2 separate regions of the Gasterosteus aculeatus genome follow, and region 2 is linked to region 1. Evidence: chromatin contacts called from public Hi-C data. All regions are on one chromosome and are shown on one strand. The core of a region is the stretch at or near the end of the contact, and the rest is flanking DNA. Distances in the headings are between cores, read along the strand shown.

Region 1 (3,444 bases), core at 171-2,670:
GCCTTCCCATCCCATCCGACCTCCCTCTGATCCTCCCTTTCATGCAGACAGACGGAGAAGAGGTGGAGCGCGATGCTTCGGCGATGATTCCAGCGTAGGAGGTCACGGTGGAGTGCGGATACGACCCACCTGTTCAGGAATGCAGGGTGCTACCCTCGGATTAAAAAGACAAGAGCTGAAAATAATAGGCTGCGGTATAAATAGCTGTGTGGCGCGTGGGAGCAGGGAGACGGAGGGATATGCAGCACGCTCCTGAATGGAGAGAGAGATATCTGTGTTAGCTGTTAGCACGTACATGGAAACACCAGCAGCTGCTCTGCACATTGTCACACGTGCATGCTGGGATATAAAATATATATATATATATATATATATATATATATTTATATATATATATATATATATATATATATATATATTACCATTTGACTGTCTCACAAACACACATAGCTACAGACATCCATCTAACAACAATATGTTCACTTAGCCATGCTAACGAGGTTGGGATCTTATGTTAGCGGGACGCGACACCCCTCACTAGAGCAGGTCCATATGGTCCATCTGGGCTCCCGTCCATTCACGCACCATTTCCTGGTTCTGTGAGCCAATCGGGCAGGCCGCTGAGTCCAGCTGGCCGACAGCTTTCGCCAGACTTGAGAGTCTCTGGAGATTCGGCACAGCTGTCACTTGTGGCTGATCCGCAAAACCCAAATGGAGGAAGAAAACAAGGCTGTGTACAACTGAGGACGTCCTATCCGCCACAAAATAAAGCACCCGACAACCGGAAGGATGAACAACTCGGCCTCTTGTTTTCAGTGCTCAAAAAGGACTGTAACTCAAGGATTAATATGCTCATACACCAAGAAAACTCCATGAGAAAAGCCAACAGAGCGTCTGTAGCTGATGGTGGGTGTCACACTGTCCATTTCCTCGCTCCCATTCGGTTTTAGTCGGCTTCTCATGCTACACTAATCCTGTTTAGTCCTGCAGCCTTGCACTATTGTCTAAGTTATATAAATATAAAGCAATTGTCAAATTATAAATGGTGCTTCATGCTCTTCCAGAGAATGAGTTAACTAGAGTTGTGGATCAAAACAGTTGGAGTTGCGAGTACGAAAGGGCTTTGAGGGCCCTTTGAGGGCCCTCGGGGACCCTGGATCCTCACAGCCTCTGACTGCAGATGTGGTCTTGGTGTTATTTGCATTCTGTCAGGGCAGCTCTCCCGCTTCGCGTTCCTTGGCTCTTGATTTTGACAAGGACCCATTGGACGTTTCCCAACATCCTCTCCAACTCGGCCTCTGAGCATTGTGAGTTGATAGCAAAGAGCAAAAAAAAAGGAACACGTGTGCACACGCGCACGTGCACGCATGTCTATGTGCGTGCCGGGATTCGGGCCGTGCTGCCGCCCACGCTCCCTTAGAGACGGTTTCCCTGGCAACCCCAGTCAGGAGGCGAGTGAGGCGCGGGTGAAAGCGTGCAGGAAGCTTTGAATCCTCCAGCATCTGTGAGGGACGCTGGAGGGGAGCGAGGCACGTTTCAGGTTCAGGGGGGATGTAGACCGGGGGGAGGTCCTCAGGAAGTGACAGAGCTCATTGGACTCGTTCATATTGACATGCTCTGTTCTGAAATTTAGATTTCTCAAAGATTATGAAGCCAGAGTCTCTTTTTTTAGCAAATGAAGGTGCTAACTAGAACCATCTGGGGTTCAGAACCCCGACCATCGGCCCCTCTATCAGTTCCTCTTCATCCTCAGAAGGAGGCTGACAAGAATCCCCTCAAGGGGATTGAGGAACGTTTTTGTATTCCTTGAGTTTCATCTGGAACAAACGCAGGCGGTTGGATGCTGAAGTCATTAAGGGTTGAATCTAGAACACGTTCAGCTGCTGTGAACTTTTAACATGCAGTCTATAAACTACAAACAATTTAGTTCCATTTTAAGGACAAACGGCTTATTTCTCTTTTCTCTAATTCAGACAGAAGATGCTACTGCTATTTAACTGTCAACTAGTGTTATTTTTTAACATTTTATTTTGGAATGTGCCTTTTTTTGTATCAAAATCCACCTTTCTTGTACTTTCCGTGTTTTTTTCTCTGTGTTGATCAAAGCGATCTTGTTCTCGACCCTTTTACACTCTGACACGTTGGAGCAGGAATTCACAGATGGATCCAGCAAACTGTTCCGCTGTAGAACTCTCAAAAGATTTGAATCGGCTTTAGTTTTCCTCTGTGGTTTCACTCCAAGTTGGAAACTTCCACCAACACACACACACACACACCTCTAGTGTGTGATTTATGGATGTCACACATGCACACAGCATTCCCCGAAGCAGGAGATCATGACATTCTTAAATAATGTGCACACATGCTTAAAATAAACTGGCTTGAGGTGTGTGTGTGTGTGTGTGTGTGCGTGTGCGTCAGGGGTTTAAAGCCTCCAAGCCAGAAGACATTCATCAACCCTTTCACTACGGCGGAGGACACAGCGGTGCAACTGGATATTCATGTTTCCTGTCCGCTCTAATTAGGACGGATTCATGACGCCTACTTGGTCAGTCGGGTTTCCATTGGCGGGTCTTACTCCTCCTTACTGCTCTCTGGAAACAGGCGAGATATTGAGGCGTGTGGCGGCAACAGGTGGAGAACACATGAGAACACGGTGAGAACGGGTAAAAGCCGCCTGACGAAAACACTAACCAAGCCCAGAAAAGACACCGTTGGGATAGTGACCTGTCAATCACCCAGCTGTATCGTCCGGTCGACTTGAAATAGGATAATACGAGTTAATGTGTATTTTCCTGTGCCAAGTCTCCAGGCCACTGCTATTTGTGTGTTAAGCTAGAAAGTCATGTGGGTTCCTTATGCATAAATAACGGTTACAAGTTGCATTATGTCCATAATGACACACACACCAAGGTCAACGGTACAAACTAATGTTTAGATACAACCTTAACCTATAGAGGAAGGTCCTTTTAGTCACAAATAGCTTGTACTTACCTCGTGAGTTAAGCTAAAGTTAGCTACATTAGCTTGCTTCGCTATCAACAAAAAACGTCATGAAAGCACTTGATCCAGTGGTGTAGTCAACGTGATACGCAGCAAAAAGAGCGACGACACGTAACAACATCGTTGTTCAAACTTTCATTCATAAATTCACGCCGTCTGAAGACCATCATGCATGGGTGGTCCACCCCCCCCCCCCCGTCAGTCACAGTAGACTCACTACAGAAATATACACCACTGACTTCAGCTAATGTCTGTCTAACCATCCAGCCTTTCCACTGATCCATTCTACCATCATCCATCCATCTACCATCATCCATCCATCTATCTACCATCCTCCATCCATCTACCATCATCCATCCATCCATCCATCTATCTACCATGATCCATCCATCTACCATCATCCATCTACCATGATCCATCCATCTATCTACCATCATCCAT
Region 2 (3,065 bases), core at 350-2,849, 39 kb before region 1:
CCATTGTTTTGGTACCATCTGCCCCCTGCACAGAGGCGTCGTACCAAAGTGCACTGGCATTACATAAAGGCAGAAGGCTTTGCCTCCACCTTTCAATTTCATTTTAAGTTCATAATCCTCTTTGAAAAAAGGACCACTGGGAGCTTCGTCTGAACCTAATAGTCTGAATATCCAGAGCGGCTTATTGTGGACTTAGTTGTGTTATTCTTGTTCTTTAGGTTTTTTCTTTATGGTCTCACTGTTTTCCTCGGTCTACAAAGCAGATGCAGCGCGAGGCGCTAACACAGCTGGCCAGGCTTCCCTCACATCGGGCCTCAGTTAAGGCCAGAAAGGACGCTTTTTGTTACGATGCCTTGGATGTATCGCACTCGTCGGAGCGCTAAACGACAGGTGGAGGACGCCATCTATGCTCATTAAAGCAGTGGTGCTGTTAGATTCTGGCGGTAAATCGGTCACGCGTGTACACGTGTCGCTGACTTGAAGGAAGCTCCACCCAAACAGACGTAGAAGCAGACAACCAGCTCCGTGCTGCACGTTGTTCAAATGAATTACCGTTACTCTATATACATATTATGTCTTCCAGTATAAATCAGTATTTGATTCTGTTTTTTCATTTCTTGAATAATAATTGTATAATTACATGTATGTGAGCTAAATGACATGCACTCATTTCAAAATTGAACGTTGATACTAATGTTTAAAGTATCAGCGTCACCAGGGAGGTGGACCAGCATCATTTATGAGTTGTTGCTGGTCGACCAGCTTCACCAGCATGACCCAGCTTCACCAGCACCGACCCAGCATGGACCAGCACCGACCCAGCATGAACCAGCTTCACCAGCACCGACCCAGCATGGACCAGCATGACCCAGCTTCACCAGCACGGACCAGCTTCACCAGCATGAACCAGCATGAACCAGCTTCACCAGCATGAACCAGCATGGACCAGCTTCACCAGCACCGACCCAGCATGAACCAGCTTCACCAGCATGACCCAGCTTCACCAGCATGAACCAGCATGGACCAGCACCGACCCAGCATGGACCAGCATGACCCAGCTTCACCAGCACGGACCAGCTTCACCAGCACCGACCCAGCATGACCCAGCATGGACCAGCATGACCCAGCTTCACTAGCACGGACCAGCTTCACCAGCACCGACCCAGCATGACCCAGCATGGACCAGCATGGACCAGCACCGACCCAGCATGGACCAGCATGGACCAGCATGGACCAGCATGGAAAGGATGTTGTTCTATGCTGTGTTTTTCAGCAGGGTACTTTGTCATTAACAGTCATATTCACGTTGAATTTACAAAATGCAAAAGTTAGCAAAAGCCTCATGTTTTTCTAATAATACAATTTGGTAAAATATCAAATTTGCAGTTGAGATCTGTAGCAGATGTAACATTTGCGCGGCTCCACGCGGGCAGACAGAACCAACTCAGTTGTCAGGGGCAACGCGGACGTGCTCCGTCCCACAAGTTGCGTCAATTGCTGCGTTCGGGTACTGTGGGAAACAACAACGCGCAAATGGAGCGGGCGCGATTGCCCCACGGAAAGAGTTTTATAGGAGCAAACCTTTAGAGGAGTATTTCCCCTGAGGGCCAGACGAGCCCGCGTCATCGCAACACCCGTTCTTATGATTAGTGACCACAATACACATGAACGAAGCCTGCCCCCCAAATCACCCTCCAGCACCCGCGTTGTCTCACTAAAGCCGCTCTGCCTCGGACATGTGTTGTATTCTCCAATGTGCCGCCGATAGCGCCACAATCAGCGCCAACGTGTGTCCACTACGGCGCCTTTTCCCCGGCTGGTGATGGCGGAGCTTAAAACGGGAGCTTTCGGTGCGGCCCTGAACGCAGAGCGCGTTGCCTCCAGCAGGCAGCGGCAGCAGACCGGCATCCGAGCCGAGCCGAGCCGAGCCGAGCCGCAGCACAGCCGACACCGAGTGCGCCACGGAACGGACCCTCCGCCAGTCACCAGCAGCGGAGCCGCGGTGGATCATGTAGGGCTCGACCGGCTCGCTTCTACTCGTATTCTCGGTCTCCTTTGCTACTTGTCGCGGTTTGTCACCGTGAAGCCGCCGGAAGCCGCTTTCATCTGACCGCCCGCCGCCTCGAGCCGAGCGGACAACTTTTTGGGGGCAGAAAAACTACAAGTCAGCCGCGGAGCGCCGACATATTGGGTCATGAGGTAAGACGATTCCCCCCTGGTCCCGAATGTGAGGCGTCACGCGGGGGGGTCGCGGAGCTGGACGTGTCGCGCCCCCCCCGCCCCCCGCACCGCGCACCCCGGGGGGACGCGTCGGCCAGCGCGGGTGATGGGGAGCGTTGATTTAATCGCGTGTGTGTGGGCTGTGGGGTTGGTGGTGGTGTTCTGGGGTGACCTGGGGGGGCGTCAGCCTCCTTAACCATACGGTGGACCCGTGCTTAAACCCGTCAGCATGGCGCCGTGTGCGGGGCGCGGTAACCGGGGAGGGGGGCGAGTTGCTCCCGGTGCAGAGGACGCTGGCTCTGTAGGACCCTTTGAAGGACAACAGTGACCCGGAGCGTCTCTGTGGAGACTGCTGTTGGGGGGGTCCAAATCTCCCAATGTGTAACCCCCCTGTTTACCGCCTTGGGGTCAGGGGTTAGTTGGGGTATGTCCTCCGTTATCAGTCAGATTAAGAGCTTGTCCTAAAAAAAATTGGGAAAAGTTGCTGATGAAGTTGTATTTGTTTTGGTGCTTAATTCAGCTTGAGATCCCCCCCCATCCGCGTGGTAATGTCCCCCCCCCCCCCATCCGCGTGGTAATGCCCCCCCCCCCCCCCCCCCCCATCCGCGTGGTAATGTCCCCCCCCCCCATCCGCGTGGTAATGTCCCTCTGCAGCCTTTACGGAAGGGTTGGACCTCCTCCCCCCCCCAGTCCCATCTCCCATCAAACTGTGTGTAATGAGAAGGGAGACATGCAGTGTGGATTGTGCCCCCCCCTCCCTCCCTAACTGGGTCCAGCTGTCGGTATCTGTCTGTTGGCCAAACGATCGCGCTGCTTCTTTCTATGAGCTGCTTGTTGAGTCCACA

The links. A called contact is a pair of places that touch in the nucleus more often than the background predicts.
Region 2: a Hi-C map of skeletal muscle shows a contact between it and region 1, with 8 times the contacts expected there. The contact joins the promoter of enah here to the enhancer-like site in region 1. A contact is called at or near these places in 4 of 6 Hi-C or Micro-C datasets (skeletal muscle, tail fin and whole body).

What each region holds. Positions count from the first base shown.
Region 1 is chr18:280,442-283,885 of fGasAcu3.hap1.1, reverse strand. The region is part of intron 4 of enah (ENAH actin regulator); the gene reads left to right. Among protein-coding and RNA genes, the nearest start is that of lbr, 20 kb to the right of the region's middle. Within about 2 kb of position 1,420, at least 3 of the 9 cell types and tissues checked have open chromatin away from gene starts, as enhancers often do.
Region 2 is chr18:319,854-322,918 of fGasAcu3.hap1.1, reverse strand. It overlaps enah (ENAH actin regulator), which reads left to right and starts at 1,599. Exons shown (of 13, transcript XM_078094051.1): 1 at 1,599-2,199. The coding sequence starts at 2,195.